Regions from separate parts of the Zea mays genome. Here all the other regions are linked to region 3. The links are chromatin contacts, called in public Hi-C and HiChIP or PLAC-seq maps. All regions are on one chromosome and are shown on one strand. Each heading gives the region's core, a stretch centred on a gene start, on an enhancer-like site or on the middle of the called end of the contact. The rest is flanking DNA. Distances are from core to core; before and after follow the strand shown. Region 1 holds the start of LOC542103 (SET domain protein SDG117). Region 2 holds the start of LOC118476971. Region 3 holds the start of LOC100191930 (Tetratricopeptide repeat (TPR)-like superfamily protein). Region 4 holds the start of LOC100193142 (Dof zinc finger protein DOF2.1).

Region 1 (4,831 bases), core at 217-2,716, 300 kb after region 3:
CCGGTGCGCCACCAGACACTGTCCGGTGCTACACCGGACAGTCCGGTGAATTACAGCGGAGCGGCCTCCAGAATTCGCGAAGGTGAGCAGTTCGGAGTTGGAGTCCCTGGTGCACCGGACAGTCCGGTGCACCAGACCAGGGTACACTTCGGTTGACTTTGCTCTCTTACATTTGAATCCTTTTTCGGTCTTTTTATTTGTTTGTTGTGAGCCTTTGGCACCTGTAGAACTTATAATCTAGAGCAAACTAGTTAGTCCAATTATTTGTGTTGGGCAATTCAACCACCAAAATCAATTTAGGAAAAGGTGTAAGCCTATTTCCCTTTCACACATATAACTAGGGCTGGAAACGAGCCGAGCCGAGCCAGGCTCGGCTCGGCTCGGTCACTTCGCGAGCTCGGTAATAAGGCTCGGCTCGGCTCGATATAGGCTCGCGAGCCGGCTCGGCTCGCGAGCCTGTACACTCAAGTTAATTATAGTCGTTAGTTCAAATTTGAAGCATAATATGTTCTATATAATAAAAAATTATGTCCATACACTCTAGTTCCTTGTGAGTTGTGACCAAAACAACACACCGGTCACTGGATCTAGATGACTGGACACTAATAAACAAACTGACAACTGACAAGTGATAGTTGCAGTAGTTTGGACCGAGCCTCGAGCCGGCTCGCGAGCCTCACCGAGCCGGCTCGGCTCGGCTCGTTAGTGTAGCGAGCCGTGGAATTAGGCTCGGCTCGGGCTCGTTTAGGCTCGCGAGCCTCAACGAGCCGAGCCGAGCCTGATCGAGCCCGAGCCGGCTCGCGAGCCTCGAGCTTTTTTTCCAGCCCTACATATAACAAATCATATGATTACATAATTTGGTAGCTAGACAAATGATAGCTAGAAAATGTTTTATTTGTTAAGATGAGCTCTATTAAATGGTTATAGTTGTATTGATGCGGATATATTTTACCCATGGATAGACGAGTATGAGTAGTACCAATCTATACCAGTCTGCCTCAATAGGTAAATACTCTTGCCTATTAACATATCCGCAATTAGAGAAATCACCTCGTACCCGCTTTCATATCGAATATTCGGTGCGCATTACCAGCTGTGGTTGGACCTCATCTTCTCACACGGGAAGATTTGTATGGACTGCACTGTGCTCATTCTAGTTGGGCCATCCTTTCATATATTGCTTTTCTGGTTGGATTCCTGCAGGCCCTCTTTGCTAGACCGGGCTGAATAGCCGTTTTGCAGGTCCAAAGCGCCCAAACGGTTAATCCCGATGAGGTGAAATCAATTGGCGAGTTTTCTAATTTTTTTCTCTTCTCTGTTTTCCTTCACCGGACTACCAGGGGCGAATCGCGGACGCCGCCCACCTCCCCCATCTCCTTCCCCAGCACGTCGCAAACCCTTCGTCGCCACCCCCGCCTCCCGCCGCGGCTCCCGTCGTCGCGTGGCCGTCGCGAGCCACCGCTGGCGTCTCTCGTCCGGTTCTCTGAGTCTCGGCGACCTGTTCCTCCGCCGAGTTCTCGGGGCCCTGCTGTCGCCACCGCCGAATCCTGCTGTCCTCGCCGCAGCCGGGGAACGCGGTGTGTTGCGGGAGCTGGCACCGCCTCCTTCGAGGTGCGTCGTCACGGAGGGTAGTTTCCGTTTCGTCTCCATCTCCCCAAGGATCGGTCATGGTCATGCTCAGCTTCGTTGGGATTTCTAAGACCGTTGAGCATTCTGCCGAGCCTATGGTCCCAATCCATAACCGAAATCGCTTCATGGATCCTAATGGGCGCGTCGAACATCTCGGGGTTTCTATTTTCACTGGCACAATTTTATTGCACGTTGAAACATATAGTTAGGGTTTTATGACAAATGTATTTAATGGCCATGGTATCCGTACGAAAATGGCACTACATTTTGTACAGTTTTGCATGCTTACCATATGCTGTGCCCTCTTGAAATTTTGGTGTAGCTAGACCAGGAGAGAGAGTCGCACTGTGATTTCATGCATGTAATTAAAATGGACTTTAATTGCATGGTACAAGCCAAAATGTGGTATGTTCGTTAAATTGCTTGGGTCAGATTCAAACGAATCCAGTATATTTTATGTTCCTGCTGGGAGATCGTTACTAGTCTGTGTATTTGTGTGACAGGGCTGTCATATATAACCAGCTATTTATTTTGTGATGCCAACTGTTGAATACACTACTTTCCCTGTTTCTTTTTAACGCTTGAATCAAACCTCTCACTCCACATCATGCTTCAAAAGACGTTTGCCTAGGCGCTAGGCCTCACCTCTTTCGTGTAGTTTCCACGTAAGCAGCCTTGGTGAATATTTTCGCCTGCCTAATCACGTAGGTACAACTGTTGTCTGCCTAGCATAGCACTTTCAAGAACACCATGTTTAGCATGGGAGAAGATAATACTCTTCTGTGTATTTTGAGAGGATATTGTCCTTTTTTGCATGGGTAGTGCTGTCACTCCACACATTTGTTAAATAGAAAAATCATCATAAGTTGCATATATTATTTTCTGTTTCAAATGCAACTCTGTTAGTTTTTTGTGTGATTTTTAGTTTTTTCTTTTTCCTCTATAATTGTTTTCTTTCGAAGCACTGCATATACTCTAAACAACAGTTTCCTACTTTTTCTATGTAGAACTAAGTCAACAGTCTTTATGGGCTTCATGCTAGTAGATGATAGTTCCTGGCTTCCTGCACTGCTTTTGGAAGACCTGCCTTTTCAATCATAGAGGATTGGTAGACCAGATCCTGGCAAAGCAATGCTGATGGACCCTCCTGTTATGCAAATGGACTGCAAGTTGAAAAATGCTATGGATAAAACACCACAAATCGCCTATGATAGGAAGCTGACCGTCTCACATGATGATTATGGGTGGGCAGGCTCTGATGTCCACCTAAAAGATGATACAATAGTATGTAGCCCTGTCGATCTTAGCGATGCTTGTCAATCAGGCATGGATCGGGTATTAGATTCTGCTTCCAAAAATTCATCTCTTAATTTGGGCGATTTATCTCAGGGGACAGAACTAAGAGAGAAGAATAGCGACAGTTCTTACTCCGATGTAAAACTTCAGTTAAATTTAAGTGCTGGAAATTATAATGGCTTGCAAACTGATGATTATAGCTTTAATAAACAGAGTTTTGGTAAGAAGGATATGCATCATCCTCAGGAAGAGATACATTCTTCTCCCAATACAATGTCATTACCAAGTCCATGCAGACTCAATGGAGACGTCACACCTTGTGAAGCGGAGAAAATAGCAGAGGATCGTGGCAAAGTAGATGGGATTGTAGATGCTGTAAGTAAGGAAGTCAAAACTGACTTGGTAGGATGCCATGCACGGCAGGAAGAATTGCAATGCACGCTCCAAGATCTATCAGAAATAGCCTGCAGTATTGATTTAGTACGTAATAAATCTTCTCCACAAGAAGAGAAGAAGTCTGTTTCCCCTTTGAATGACATGGGCCATAATGTGGATAACAATAGTTGTAATGGTGATACCAATTATAAAGGGCAGGAGCTCAATATGGGGAATGTTGGAGATGAGGATCATGCTGTAGCACTTTGGGTGAAGGTACATTTTTCTTTATTTAAATTCGTTTTGGGGTTATATGAGCAAGTACTTGTCATGTTTCAGGTTCCAGAATCTGTGCATTTAGTTTTAGTAGGTACACCATGTATTATTGGGGTGGCCAACTCATAGCTCTGTTATGATTTTCTAATTGTAGTCTTAGTTGTAGCTTTATTCCAGTTAAACAATGGTATGCTTGAATGGTCCATGTAAAGTCTCGTTTTCTTTATTAGTCCTAAAAAAGGTAACTTGAGATCGAAGGTTGAAGCCTTAACTAAAATGGTTAGACGAGGCTTCTTTTCATATATGATCTTAGAATGAATACTGTCCCATGTCCTATTAAACATTTTTGTTTCATGACTCGGATAGAATTTTGTAATGTAAGGATTGTCCCCCTAAAAGTGGTACCCTTGCTTTCTTCTGTTTATTCAGCTAAATATTGTGTATTTATATAAAGAAGAAGGGGTATCTTGGGACCAAAATAACTAGTTTCTGTACACTGAGCTTTAGGTACTGCAATAATATGTTCTCTTTTTGTGCATAATGAAGATAATATATTTGATACATTGGTGATTCTAGTATAATTTACTATTGCAAAAATGGAAAAGGTGAAATTTTGTTCACTGAGCTACAGCTACCCACAAGATTGCTAGTATTCCTAATATAGTTCTGCTACGTTTTTTTTGTGGCAGAGAAGTTTTTGTTTTTTCTAATGCCTCCTCTGTGAATGTGTTTTATCCTTTTCATGTGAAAACAGTGGAGAGGAAAATGGCAAACTGGAATCCGATGCTGTAGAGCAGATTGTCCTTTACCTACTCTAAGGGCAAAACCAACACATGACAGGAAGACCTATATAGTTGTTTTCTTCCCACGAACAAAAACTTACTCTTGGGTAGACATGCTACTTGTTCTTCCAATAGAGGAATGTCCTTTGCCACTTGTGAATGGAACTCATCGTAAATGGAGAAAGCTGGTAAAGGATTTGAACATTCCTCGACGATTCAACATACAGAATCTTGCCATTTTAATGATAAATTTAATTGATGAGCTTCATATTGAGGTTGGTTATGTTCTTACAAGTTTTCTTATGCCTTTGACTTCACTTGTTGACACAATTTATATGTTTATTAGGCTGTAGTTGATAATGCACGGAAGGCTACAACATGGAAAGAATTTGCCCTGGAAGCATCTTGCTGTAGAGATTACACTGATCTTGGGAAGATGCTCCTCAAATTTCAAAATGTAAATCCGAGAACCT
Region 2 (4,871 bases), core at 1,789-4,288, 460 kb after region 3:
ATGTGGTCGAGTCATATAATCTTAATGTTATAGGTTACGGTGTCGACTCTAAAGTTTAGGGAAAAATTCACTGTATACCACCAAATTTTATACTCGTTCCTTATGTGTCATTGAATGACATATAGGTAATTTTTTTGTGTGTATGACATATGGGATCAGTGGCACATAAGGAATGAATATATTTTTTCGTGGTTTACAGGAAATTGCCCCAAAGTTCAGACCTGATAATTATCCCGTTAGAAATAGGAATGTGAAATTTTAAAAAATACTAAATAAAATAAAAAAATCGGTTCCCTCGTTTTGTGCTTCACCACGTGCCATCGGGTGCACGTGGCTTCGCGTTCCACCTCGACGGCAGGCCACCCCCGGCCAGCGCCATCATCACTTGTTGCTGCTTCCTTGTATGGATGAAAACGGTCGAAAATGATCGAAAAAATAGCTAAATTATTTTTGTTTTCATATTTTTTGGTCGGGACAAAAACAAAAACGAAAACCAATTGTCGGAATACGGGATCGGAATTGTCGGTTATTCGAAATCGACCGAAAACGATAAACTATAGTCGGAAAGATAACTATTTTGTAGTTTTATAAAAAAACATAATAAAGTGATGTATTGCCTAATTTTTAAGATTTAGAAATACACAAATAACTCTTTCGTCATTCATATTAGTTAGAGTAATTATAACATTTGCTTTTCTCTTATTCATTCACTTAAACACAACAAAATTCTATAACTTAATTAAATTATATGCTAGATCTATCTCATATTATATAAAACGGTAAAAAACGGTATTAGCACGACTCGGAAACGAAAAATACGAAAACGATCAAAAAAAACTAGATAAATCATTTTATATCGTTTTTAATCGGTTCATGAACAATTCGAAAACGATCGGGAAAAAACATTATTCGAAACGAGACGGTACGGAAATTTACCGTTCCGTTTTCATCCCTACTTCCTTGGGAGGAACGCACGCGATCGCTTCTTCCAGTGATCCAGTCAAACTCGTTTTCGTCTCCAGGGTCATGTGATTATCGTGTCAGTTGCGACTTTGTGTGTGTGTCGGGGAAACCGATCAGTCGAGTTTGCTGTTTTCCAAGTGAGCTCGTACGCACTACGTTTCCTGGTCTTTCTGGACCTCGGTGGTATACAGGGCCGGCCCTGGCACATGCGACAGAGGCGACGACGAGGGCCCAAAATTAATAGGGTCTAATATTTAATATCTATAACACTATATAATACACCAATTTAAACTTTACAAAATTTATCCAACTAAATAACTCACACACCCTTAATCTTTATTAAATCCCTAAACAAATTGCACTCATATTTAACGTAACATCAAAATCAACGGTTCAGATCGTTGAATATTATTTGAATATCCTTCATCCCTCTCTTCTCGTGTCCCCACTGCTGTCAACCCCTCCTCCTGCCACCATCGTCGTCATCCACCCCTTCCCAGAAACATAGCGTTAGCACGAGCTATACGCAAGTAGTAAAATAGTATAGGTAGCTAACAGACCGGTAGGGCTGGGCACGCGGACGTCTAACGCACACGGATCACGCGGTACGCGTTGCCCACTGCCAGTAGGATTCTAGGGTGCTACGCTGGGCTCTAGACACGCACGCTCGAGCAATAAGGATTCAGGTTATCCAGCGACCATTGTTCTTATTTCTTAACCTGCGAGGTGCTAGTTTGCACCGATGTATATTATCTAGCGTCTTAGATATTTTAAAAACTAATTTCAATGCATATCATTATTTACCTACGAAGTGCTAATATGCTTCGCCACATATCATAGAATTTTTTATATAGTTTAGAGGGTGCACTATGGTTAGTTCGCCTGAGGCCTCAAAATGACAGGACCGGGGCTGGTGGTGTATTATATCGCGTGACGACGGCGTCATCCAATCATCAGGAGAGCACAGCTAGCCGTCGTCGGTTGTCAAATCCGCAAAAGATTGACCGGCTGACCGCCACCGAGGCACAGCCAGGAGCCAGCCAGCCACCGTTTACAATGGAGTTCATATCTAAATTTACATGTGATATTGCTCATTCTGCCGTGAACACCCCATTATTTCTGGCATGTTGATACTATTATGTACATGCATTTGACTGATCGAGTCATCGAGTAAATAAATATATATGCCGACCACGACCAGCGGAACTCTGAATGGGAGCCCCTTGGCTAATTACCAAATCCCTCGCGTATTTACACCGCTGCGTGAATCGAAAAACCTTAGCCGCCTATTCACGTACCCGCTCTAGCGCCACAGGCAACCTGAAGCTCCCATCCATCCGATCATCGCCTTCAGAAGCCGCCCCACGCCGGCCCCAAAAGCTCCCGAACCAGAAGAGCCCTTCCTGCTCAATGATCGCCTCCCACACGCCGTCGACGTCGACGTCGACGCCGCCGTCGCCGCCGACAGCGAAGCACCTGCACCTCTCTTTCTCTCCCATGCCGAACGCGGCCTCAAAGCCGTCGTCGTCCAGGTCCAGCAGGGCGGCCAGCTTCAGCCCGGCTGCGCTTGACGGCGCCGGTGGCCTTCTCCTGTGCCACCGCCTCAGGATGACCCTCTTGGTCTTCACGACCACCTTCCTGGGTAGCCGGACGAAGAGGAAGACGGTGACCTGCAGCACCAGGCACGGGCAGCAGCAGCACACCACCAGGCAGTCCATGGCCACCAGGCCGGTCTCGCCCACGCACGACGACGGCATCGCTGGACGCGCGTAGACAGAAAACAGAAGCCACAACGATGGTGAGGGAGCGAGGAGAGACGGCGAGGACATGGAAGCAGCAGCAGCAGCAGCTGGGAGCTTAGGATAACTGCATTGGTTGCTTGGAAGAGTGAGCGAGAGGTCAAGGTTGCTTGAGCGGCCGAGTAGTGGCCTGGGGGGGATCGATTTTGTTGATTCTTTCAAGCAAACTCGCCCTGAACCCTCGCAAGGGGCTACGTGCCTCTTGTTCTCAAGCTAAAGCCTACGCAAAACAGGGAAGAAAGCAAGGGCACGCGTCAGGGGCGTACCTATTCTACTTATTTTTTCAGAATTAAGTACTAGACTACTACATGCCACTTTTTTGGCGCGCTTTTTCTTCGTACAGGAGCACACACAACCAAACATCAAGGGACATATTGTGACACTTGTTAGCGCGTTTTTTTTTCATTTGCAATCGATGAACCTTAATGTAAACCCATGAATATAAGGAGAATAATGCATTGCATGAGGAGCTCATACGTTTCAATGACTTTCAAAAACTTTCCATGGCATGCATCCTTCATGTTCTTAGTGCATGCTTCTTTAAGAAAAGAAGAAATGAACATAAATTGTTCAGCAGGCATCTGTGGCCCACGAGACAATAAAAACAGTGCCCTTCACTTGTTAGAGGAAACATTTTATTCAAAAGGCCAGATTAAAATTGCAGACACAGGAAAACCTTCAACAGGACAGCCTCTGCATTCCGATGATGCTTCTTTTATCCAAAAGGCTGTTAGAAGTCAAGTGGTTGCCTCAAGAACGCCTCCATTTGCTTCGCCCTGTTCCTGATTGAGATATCAAGCACCTTCTGCCCGAATTCAATCACTAATCCTCCCATGATGCTGTAGTCAATCTGCAACAGAGACGGCACAGTTGAGGAGCATCCCTTCATATATTACTCTCAAGAAGCTCGTGGTTCAAGCAGTTACCTTCTGTTCAACCAAAATAGTTTTGTTTTCCCCAAGGATATCCTGCAAGGTTTCCTTGAGTTCTTTCTCCTCCTCCTTGGTGAGTGACTAATAGCAGAGGAAACATGTATCAGCAAAAGATTGAATAATCAAGGAAAAATACGTAAAGCTGTGTAAAGAAAATCTGGGAAGGCAAGCTTCGTAAAGTTCTGGATGATTTGTACTCGGTTTGTACAAGTGAATATTATCAGAATTTGATCCGTGATTATATGATAAGAGATGCAGCAGCTTGTTCGAGGCCGACATAGAACAGAACAACTTTGAACGAAGAACTGCAGGGTTGAGCTTGATTTTAACCTTCAATGCAAAGATCAACACTTATATGGCCCCTTTGCTCTGCAAATTGGCTTTCTCTAGTCGAAAAATCAACACATCCAAACCCAATAAACCAAAAGGTCCACATTACCCACGATCTTTCCCAGCTAAAGAAACAAATAAAAAAAACCTTGTACCAAAATATGCAAGGCATGCCTCTAATTGGTCGACTATGATTAAGCATGCCAAAATGCTCACGTGGATTACTCAAAGCAACTAAGAAATGAGTAGCGCATATACTTCATCTAGTCTGAAATTGTGATGAATTTGACACAATGTATGGCAATGTTCCATAATCCATATGTAATCTAGAGGCACTACGTTTTTTATTAACTTATCTGTATGGTAAATAACATTTGAAAATACTGAGATGTTCGAAAAGATACTGTTTTCGAAAAGAAATGGAAAATCGACTTACAATAACTGTCCTGACCACAACCTTCATCTCCCCCTTATGTTCCATAGTCAAATCAACAAATCTCTCCGCAATGCGTTCAATATATTTCAGCCTGCCATTGTCCGCCAGGACAGCTTCATAAACCAACACAAAGTTAGGCACTGTCAAAATACATGACAAACATGGAACAAACTGTAGACATTTGCTAATCATGCCAAGTACGAAAATTCAACAGAGAAATCCTTCAATCAACGGGTGTAGTAGCACCATATAATTGATTCTACAACCGCATTTATAAACACGCTATTAAATGGGCTAATCAACCTTATAGTCACGACGGTACCGACCGGGCAGTACCAATTCAACAGACAAAGCAACTTTTTTCGAGAAATCCTTCAATCAACTGGTTTTGTAACAACATATAATTGATTT
Region 3 (4,354 bases), core at 1,013-3,512:
AGAAGTCCCTGGAATAGGCTTTTGGTAGATTTTTAGGGCGTTTTCACAGTAGGATTTTGACTCCCTCAGCTTCCCCGTCTTATTGTACAGATCTGCTAGGCGCACGAAAACAGAAGCCACAGTTGCATGGTTCTCCCCTTTGCTGGTCTTGAATACAGTGAGAGCTTTCTGGTAAGCAAACACAGCCTCATCATACCGGCCCAGGGAGAGGTAGATATCACCAATGCTGCAATCCACTGAGGCCACCTCTGTCTCCTGACCATTGGCTACCATGGACATGCTGGCCATCACTAGATGCTCCAGGGCAGCTTCGTGATCACCCTTAGTGTCACAAATTAGACCCATCAGCCTCCTATCAGCTGTTTCTTCTAGTGAGGCCGTCTCGCGATGCTCCCTGTGGATGTCAAGGGCTATCTGACACAATCTTTGTGCTTCATCGAGTTGTAGTGCCTGCACATGGGCCTCAGCTAAGTACCGACAAGTCTCTCCAACCCTTGGGTCTTGCTCTCCCAATGTTTGCTTTTGTATTTCAAGCCCAGAAGCATACCATTGCAGTGAGTGTGCAGTTTGACCTAGCATGCCATAGGTGTCCCCCAACTGCATGCAACCAGAAAACTTTGCGAGAGCATGTTCCTGGCCTTCCTCGATTACAGGGATCTCAATGGATCGATGCAGCACAGGTACAGCCTCTTCATATTTTCCCAAGTTGCAGTAGATTGCTGCAACAACATGCAAACTCATCACTAAGTTCAAGCTTGGCTTTCCACCAGCACACTTCTCAAACGACTTTGTGGCACGGAGAGCATATTTCAATGCCCGCCGTGGGTTTTCTGAGGCAATCAAGTCTCTTGCATGTTTAAGAAGAAATGGACCAAGGTCTGGGTTATCAAGCCCAGCATCTTCTGTTCCACTCTGTGGGTTGGCATTTGATTTCCGCCGTCGGCCAACTCGGCTTGCCGGTTTGCTGACCTCGCTCTCACCTTCCTCAGTGGACGCCTTTCCATTGAGTCCAACAGAGGCATCAGACTCAAGCTGTGATTTTGATGCCTTCTTCGACTTCTTGGACGAACTGGAAGAGTGTTCCTTTACTGGGGTCCCATTCTCAGCAGGAGCAGGGGGTACAACGTTGGCAACACTCCCATTCTCCTCTTCCTCCTCAATCACCTTCATGGCCTCCATCTCCCCAGCAACAAGATGTCGAAGCTCCGAGTCAATTCTAGACTCCTCCCCGTCCGAGCCAAAGCTCTCGCGTGATGGGGAGCCACCCTCACTTGAGCTCTCCATCTCGCATACGTTGTTGTAGAGTTGCTCGATTGAGGGTTCCCCAGCACCGGAGGCCTCAACATGCATCTCAAGCGCCTCGCTTTGCATGCTACCCGCCATCGTTGAAGCTGCTGTCGACTTTGGGGCAGGCAGACTTTCGTTCTGTGGAGAGAAATTCACCCCGTTCGGCACCTCCTCTGCAACAACTCCATCCTCTGTAATTCCAGGCATCTTATGGTGATAATTATGTCAAATAATTGTTCTTCCAAGAAACCGAGGGAGATGATAGCTCTACACAATACCCTGGAAAAAAAACGGAATTTTTTTATTATTAAGGCGACATGTGAATGCTTCAAAACTGAAGCCGAACAACCAATAAACGGAAAAACAGGAAGATTGGCTAAGGCCAGGGGCGGAGCCAGTAAAGGGCATGCGTGTACAATTGTACACCCACTAACTTTTGCTCAAAGAATCGATGCTGGCAGGCATGCGTACGCTAGTAATTAGATCAGATCCGAACAAAAATAGCTTAAATTAGGGTCGTGTGCTCGGTTTCGCACAGCAGGAATGGAAGAGAAAGGGTGCGCAAACCTGGTGTGTGTTCGTCGCCGGCAAAAGACCCGACGAAGACCTGAGCACCTGGCGTAGGGGCGTCGGCGAGTCGCCCAGTTGGCAGTTGCCCACTAGAGAGGGAGGAGCGACCGAGCCAGCTGGGTGAACGAGAGAAGAAAAGGCAAGGTGCGAAATCCGGGTGGCAGTCGGGTGGATCTGGGTGGCCTCACCGTGATCAGCGCTCAGCAGCTCGAACTAGCCTCTGGACGGCATTGCGCTTGCGTGGGTCGATCAGCTCGCGCGACAGGGAGGCCAGATGGAGGGAAACCGTCAGGTCCGTTGCGGCAGGAGGATAGTCTGGTAGGAAGAGGCTGGGAGAAGCTCGCTTGCCATAGGGACGAGGTGGTGACGGAGGGTAGGAGAGACAGAGAGAAGAGGAAGAGAGAAGACGAGTGCGGCAGAGCCGCGAAGAGCAGGGGGCAGACTAGAGAAATGATGGCTCGCGCCTCGGTGTAATCGGACCACACTACCACATCCACAGCCACAGCCACAGCCACGAGCGGGAAGGGGAATATTGTTCCAGCTCAGCATGGAAGTACCCATTTAAAGTCTGGGACTCTGGGTATTAGTCTATCCGTGGCCGTTTCAGTAAATTTTTCTCCATGTACCGCATTATGCAGTCAATTCGATTATATCCTCTATTTTTCTCTTCTCCGCAGCAGAAGCCAGAGGTTATCTTTAAATTCTCCCTATACCCCCACCAAATCATAAAGTATCATTTTCTACATCTATTTATCATCCAATATCAATTTTTCCTAACTACCAAACTCCAATGTGCACTATAGCGCACAGGAAGGGGGTGGGGGTCGACACCCTCACGCTAGATCTGGCGGATCCTTGTATGCTCTCCTAGTACTGTAGCGCAAGGAGGACCCATTAGAGTGCAACGATTCTGCTCTAGAGCCATACCAGATACGCCCTAACTCTCGAAACAGAAAAAGAATGGCGGCAATTTTCCCTCCATCCACCTGCATCCTCTCCCACTACGGATGCGTGCATCGCTTATATCCTCCCTAGTTTCGTCGTGGGGGAGGACCATGCAGCGGCGCCGGTAGTGGTGGTACATTGTCCGGGCAACAACTTCGATAAGGGGGACTACGCCACCAAGGTCAACAGGTCAAGCTCCTAGTAAATACAAGTCTCCACCGTAAGATCCCACCCTTGTGTTATAAAAGGGCAAGGCCCCCTCCTTCCCACACACGCACCAGTTGTAACACAGTTCTCAAGTAATATTACGACTAGTACTATACTGGACTAGAGCGCCAACCTGAAATAATATAATTCTTTGCCTCAAACTCTACGCTCGAGTCTCACCGATTCACCATTCGGAGTGAGTCTGCGCTAGCATCTCCCACCGAACACAAATTATATTATTCATCGGTTTCTGGAACCACGGCAAAATCCGTCTTATAAAGCTGAATCAAACATACCCTAAGTCTGAAAAGTCCATCATATATATGTTTACTTAGGACGATGATAGCCTACCAACCTACTTTACTTTTGGTCTCTATCCTTGAATCTAGTTCTTACCGTATCATTTTTATTTCCTTTTGTCTCACAAATTGTCACTTTGTTTTTTTATATGTTACATCCACGAGGCATGATTTGTTATAATCACGAGGCACCATTTGTTAGTCACCTGAAAAATACTTCATTGCTTATTTATGCTGCTGTCCAACTCTGAATCTACTTACATCTATATCCATGTCTTTTAGAAAAGCTGCATGCAAGCTATATTCACATATCATATCTTGTTAATAAGTGCCACATGCATCACCCTCCAATAAGTGCAACATCATCATCTACCATTAAGTGCAAACTATTATTTTCAGTATATCAACATACATGACATGCTATCTCTGTTTGGTGGTCATATTTTCTTTTATATAAATTGATCTAATATTCTATAAGCTTTACCGAGTAATGTTAGCAACACGAGTGTAACGATTTCATCATAAAAAAAAATCCGCAGCGACACGGGAGAAATGGATATTATTGTTCTGCTTACTAACATAGCAACATGCCCCTGCACGCTATGTTTCTCTCTTCCTGGTTTTTTTTAAAGAAAAAACTCGGGTGCACGGTTGGTAAAGCGATGCGGTCATGCGTGTGTGCTTTCTGCGCATGACATTTCTCGTTAGATTGGACGCCTCATCTCTCCCGATCAGACACCTAAGCTCGCATGTCTTATAGAAAAAAGAGAGCTGTGGAGGAGGGTGAGAAGTCAAGTGCACACCTAGGCTGTGGTTTATAGGTGGCCAGAGGAGTGCACAGCAATGCAGCGTCGCGCTCTATTGCCGGCGCACCACTGGCACGACGCGCCCGGCGGCACGCCAGGCCAGACAGTTTGCAGCTAGCTAGCTAGCTACAACGAACCAACTTGTACAGCCAAGCTCACGGGAGTTCCGAAACGTAGGTGGCAGTGTGTAGCGCATTACCGTACGAGTCTGTGCTGGAAATAAATATGATTCGGCGAGAT
Region 4 (4,777 bases), core at 836-3,335, 290 kb before region 3:
GCGGGATGCTTCTTGGCGCTGGCTCGCTTGTTCTTGCGGCATCCCCCACCGACCGGGACGTTGCGGAGCGAGCCGCCCTTGGTCCAGTAGCGGCGGCACGTCTTGCAGAAGTAGCGCGGCTGCGAGAGGCTGTAGTTGTTGTAGTAGCAGAACTTGGTGTGCGTCGACTCGCACCGGGGGCACTTGAGCGGCTGGTCGTGCTGCGGGCGCAGACGCCGGTGATCCGCCGCCGCGGCGTGCATGGGCGGCCTAGGGCATGCGATCAGTTCCGCTGACGGTGAGGACGACGATCCGCCCATCCCAGGCTCCTCGGGGACGACGATGCCCTGAAAAGCACGAGACCACGTTTGTTGCATAGTGATCGCAAATCATGATGAGCCGTGCAGTGACAGAATGGAAGCCTCGGAATGCGTGAAAGAGGTGCGTGCAAAAAGATCCAGAGATTATTATGGTTTTCATGATGGAGGCATCATGTAGATCAGAGTTTCTAGATCTCTGATCTGCCAATGGTGAATCCGTAGCTTTTGAAATCACGTTGGTCAGTCTCTGTTGCCTGGCCGCCACACATCTGATCCTTTGCGCGCGCGTAGTTTCGTTTTTTTATTGATTTCTTATGCATTATGCAGGCACTTCCTATAAACTCGTACTAGATAGAATTGTCAGTGAGATTACATAAAATCTTGTGCTCGTTCATCATGTCCGCCATGGCGCCATCATGTATTTGAAGAATGGTCTCATCGTGCTGCTAGGTAACATCTGGTCTAATTAAGCTTGAAAACACATAACATGATAAGAACATCGTCTACCGTTCATACATATATGTGCTTATTACTTACTAGTTATCATTAACAAAAAATAGTGTTTTCCCTAATAAAATTATGGTAAAATATCGACAAGTATATTTATTCACGTTGTTCTTTTCACGTGTTATGTCGACAGTCAAAGAGATCGATATACACGGCTTTTGCAGTGTTCTAAAGTTAAAGCCATGTAGATCAGATGTACTTGTTCAGATCTCTCTTTATCTCTCTTGTTGCTTTTGCTTGCAATTAATATATGGGTAAGAATCTGACGGTAGTGCAGGTGCAGTACACTTTATTATACTGTTTATGTGGTTGTTTCCTTTGTGTTTTTCGACATATTTGTGAGCAATAATCCTTCCAGAGTTTCATCGGTTAGTTTCTTTGTTGGTTTAAGTAAGATATAACGATCCTTGTGGACCTATTAATTGGATATCTCCTGTGATCGATCATAGTAGTTTCATAAAGGTTATTATTACGATCTCACTGCCTTTGATCAGATTAAGTCTACACTAATAAACAACCATTATTGTAGAGAGAGCAGAGACATACAACTTAGTAGTACGTTATGACAAAAAAACAACAGATAATTAAAGAGATATATAGCGCAGAGATCAACAAAGAGAGGAGCTAGTGAGCTGCCAGAAAGGAATTATATATGTTAGTACAAGAACCCAGGTATGTGGTCACGGTATATACGTACCTTGAGCCAGTCGGAGTCCATGCAGATGTGCATCGTCGGCGGTGCCCCGGCCATCATCGTCGGTCGATCACCAGCAGCAATATGATCTGACTACGACCTAGCAACGAGCAGCGACGATCAAGGTGTGTTCTACTTCTCTGCTGCCAAACAGATCAACGAGCAAACACGCAAAACCTAGCTACGACACACACCAAAAGAAATACGTATAAACACACAGCTGGTAGCTAGTAGCTACTACTTGATTGATTACCCTACCTGATCATATTATAGAGCACTAACTGAAATTCCTTCTTGCCGCTGGTGCCTGCCTTGTTGTCGATCGACGAACTGGAAGGTACGCAGCGAGGACGGTACGTCGGAGGAGACGATAGATGCACCGATCGAGCGACGCGCGATCGATTTGCAGCGGCAAACAAACCGGAAGGCCGGGCGATCGATTTGCAGAGGAAGAAGAGAGGATGGATGGATGGATGGTGGTGCCGGCGGCTGCTGGTGAGGAGATGTGAATAAGAAGGGGAGGAAAAGTTGCGCGCCCGAACCCAACCCCAACTCCCACACCGGAGTGATTAGCAGGCGGGTTTTGGTGATAGATCGAGAGCGAGGAAGGAACTGAGGAACGCAGCAGTAGTACTGGTACGACAGAAGCGCTAGCAGGCGGCAGCAGCAGGCAGCAGCGTGCCGGGCGGTGCCGGTGCGTGGCTGCGTGCATGTTGCTGGGCTCCGCGCACCACGGGCCGGGGCTGGCCCACGGTGTCGGGGCCAGCAGCGCCCGGCAGCGTGGCGGACTGGAGCGCGGTGAGTGGACAGTGGAGACACGTCCGGCAGGAGGGGAGACTAGGAGAGGAGAGGATGGGAGGAGAGAGAGAGAGACGGAGGCCGGAAGAGTGAAAGGCGGGCGGCCTAGCTCGTCGCGTCGGCTTCCGCGCTGCCGGCGGTCCCCGCAGCTGGGTTCCTTGAGGCCCGCGCGGCCCCCGCCGCCAGTTCGCATCCCGAGGCGTGCGCGGTTGTCGTCGGCCGGGCCCGTCCGTCTCCGTCCTGGTTCGGCGGCCATCCATGATCCATCCCTTCACTTCACCAGCCTACCCCTACGCTACTGGCTGGCTGGCTGCTCACCATCCACAGGCCAGTGGCTATTGATCGGCTGTGCGCGCGTGTGCGTGGCGTGCTGGTCCAATTTATTTCTTCATTTATTTTGTTACAAAAAAATGACAGTGATATACATAACATTTGTTTATGCTCTTAATATGTCATGGAATTTTTTTAGAGAGAGAAAAAAATGTATATTCTAGCTACTTAGTAGGATAAAGAGAGGTACTGTAGTAGCTCTCTCTAGTGGATCAGAATACTTGATGCGTCACCGTTACGAGACGGCAGAATGTCAGTTTGAGCAAATACGCTAGCCGCCTAGCCGGAAAGGCAGAGTGACGTGGCTTGGATTGTGGTGATGCGTAGCCAGGACGACACCACTCCGGCCACGTGGAATATTTCGGTCCCAGTGAGGAAAGGCCAGAGACGAGAAAACCGACCGAAAAAAGCGCACTCCAACTGGGCCCATGCGTCTTGACCGGATCGCTGCTTCGACCGTCGTCGGCGGCGGCGACATTGAGATATGCGCCGTAGTTCCAAAAAGTACGTACGGCGAAAACGGATTCCTAGTCTATGTACGTAGTACGGAGTACAGTACGTATGTATGGCGGCGGGCGTTATGGGTGAGATTTTTTTTCTTCTTCTTGGGACTGTTCAAAAGCATGTTTTTGTGGGTCCAGCCGGCCGGCCATGGCCATGGTTCGAAAGGGGGGCATGTGTGGGAGCAAACAAGAGACAGATATAGCAGAGCCGAAGCATCTCTCCCTGTCGCCTCTTCTTCCTCTTCCGGATTCAAATGTCGTTTGCTTTGCGCTTTAAAGCTTGCCTTTGCGAGCTCGCACCCCGCAAGCAAGGTATCCGTTCGCATCCCCCCTCAATAACCTAATGATCTGTGCGACGCAATGCACGCATGCCCATCGGCGTCAGTCCGACGACGACTACCACAGCGTTTCCGTTCCAGCGCGCTTGCCTTGCCTTGCCGGCGTCACTACTGTCACAGCCTAATATTGATCTGTGCACCGCACGGTGTCGCATCGCGTTCTCACGCTCTGCTGTGTTCCGGCCGGTGTGGACGCGTGGCAGTTGCTGATGTTCGATGCCGGCTTGTGAGTTTCTGCGAAGAAAACTCGGGCATTTGAAACCACCGTGCTCACTGCTCACCCAGTCACCCCTGCTGCAGCTAGCTGGTCGACGAGCTCTGCATGCATGCAGGCCGGCCGGTAGTTTTGTCAGAACGCAGGATTTGTTAAGCTGCTGTTGCAATTCTTCGGGTAAAATCGATGCATCTATAGCAAGACACACACGATGACTAAAACTATGCTTAATTATTGCCAAAGCGCATCGAGCTAGAGAAACGAATCGAACTGCCAGTAGAAGCAGGATGGACAACGAACGACACGTAAAAATGTTCACGTCATCTAGCTGCTCCATCGATATATAGCAAGGTGTGCACTTGTGTAGCGTGCTTAGGTCGGAACACCAAGATTCCATTGGTCCCATTCCCATGCGCGCGTACTCGCTCCCATCGCATCGCATGCATGGCCACGCCGCCATCCTGCACGAGTGGACGTACGAGAGCACGCGCGAGCAGTTGACGCAACGAGCGAGGCGGCAAGCCGGGGGGACGCACGCGCCACGCCACCAACCCCGGGCCTCTCGGTCTCGGCTCGCCTAGTACCCGGTGCTCGCGCGCGTGCGCTCCTGAGCGTAGCTCTCCACCCCTCTCGTACTGTGCACTCACCCGGCAGCCCGGCGGCACGCGCTCGACCGCACAGGCTCCGGCAGGCGGCAGCCCAGGTGAAAGTCCAGCGAGAGGCGCGCGCGTGTGTGATAGTCCGCCCTCGACTTGGCTGGCGGCGGCGGCGGCGGCGGCAGAGCGCCGGCGCCCATACCCGGCCCAGGAGCACATGCGGCGCGTGCCACCGCCGGTTGGGCGGTGCAGCCACGCGCGCGAGCGGACGACGAGGCTCGGGACCGCTAGCTTTCTTTATTACTATTTTTTTTACCACATGTGAAATCGAGCGCTAGCCTGCTCGGTTTGATGTCCCTCCTTCTGGTCCTGGCCTCCTGGGTGTACCCCTCGCCTTGTCGTATGCGCGCGGTGTCTATGTCATGTGAAACGCATGTGGAGTGCATGGGGCGCTCGATCGAATGTGATGCACGATGCACGTTTCGGAATTCGGACCTA

Evidence for each region. A called contact is a pair of places that touch in the nucleus more often than the background predicts. HiChIP or PLAC-seq counts read pairs in DNA pulled down with a chosen protein or histone mark.
Region 1: an H3K4me3 HiChIP or PLAC-seq map of leaf shows a contact between it and region 3, with 4 times the contacts expected there. The contact joins the promoter of LOC542103 here to the promoter of LOC100191930 in region 3. A contact is called at or near these places in 2 of 25 Hi-C or Micro-C datasets (both in leaf) and 1 of 3 datasets of contacts at active chromatin or transcription factors (leaf).
Region 2: a contact with region 3 is called in a Hi-C map of ear, with 2.2 times the contacts expected there. The contact joins the promoter of LOC118476971 here to the promoter of LOC100191930 in region 3. A contact is called at or near these places in 2 of 25 Hi-C or Micro-C datasets (ear and leaf).
Region 4: a contact with region 3 is called in a Hi-C map of tassel, with 3 times the contacts expected there. The contact joins the promoter of LOC100193142 here to the promoter of LOC100191930 in region 3. A contact is called at or near these places in 2 of 25 Hi-C or Micro-C datasets (ear and tassel).

The regions. Positions count from the first base shown.
Region 1 is chr4:166,037,205-166,042,035 of Zm-B73-REFERENCE-NAM-5.0, forward strand. LOC542103 (SET domain protein SDG117) reads left to right here and starts at 1,467. Exons shown (of 12, transcript NM_001358411.1): 1 at 1,467-1,611; 2 at 2,637-3,576; 3 at 4,331-4,633; 4 at 4,705-4,815. The coding sequence starts at 2,761.
Region 2 is chr4:166,187,963-166,192,833 of Zm-B73-REFERENCE-NAM-5.0, forward strand. It overlaps LOC118476971, which reads right to left and starts at 3,039. Exons shown (of 1, transcript XM_035967383.1): 1 at 2,029-3,039. The coding sequence starts at 2,792. The coding sequence ends at 2,250. It overlaps LOC100282837 (ATP synthase subunit O mitochondrial), which reads right to left. Exons shown (of 6, transcript NM_001155743.2): 4 at 4,461-4,573; 5 at 3,689-3,775; 6 at 3,148-3,612. The coding sequence ends at 3,493. It overlaps LOC111591409 (small nucleolar RNA snoR86), which reads right to left and starts at 4,064; the gene lies at 3,946-4,064.
Region 3 is chr4:165,732,119-165,736,472 of Zm-B73-REFERENCE-NAM-5.0, forward strand. It overlaps LOC100191930 (Tetratricopeptide repeat (TPR)-like superfamily protein), which reads right to left and starts at 2,263. Exons shown (of 3, transcript NM_001137354.1): 1 at 1,855-2,263; 2 at 1-1,566. The coding sequence starts at 1,494.
Region 4 is chr4:165,438,254-165,443,030 of Zm-B73-REFERENCE-NAM-5.0, forward strand. It overlaps LOC100193142 (Dof zinc finger protein DOF2.1), which reads right to left and starts at 2,086. Exons shown (of 3, transcript NM_001138300.1): 1 at 1,759-2,086; 2 at 1,504-1,600; 3 at 1-326. The coding sequence starts at 1,560.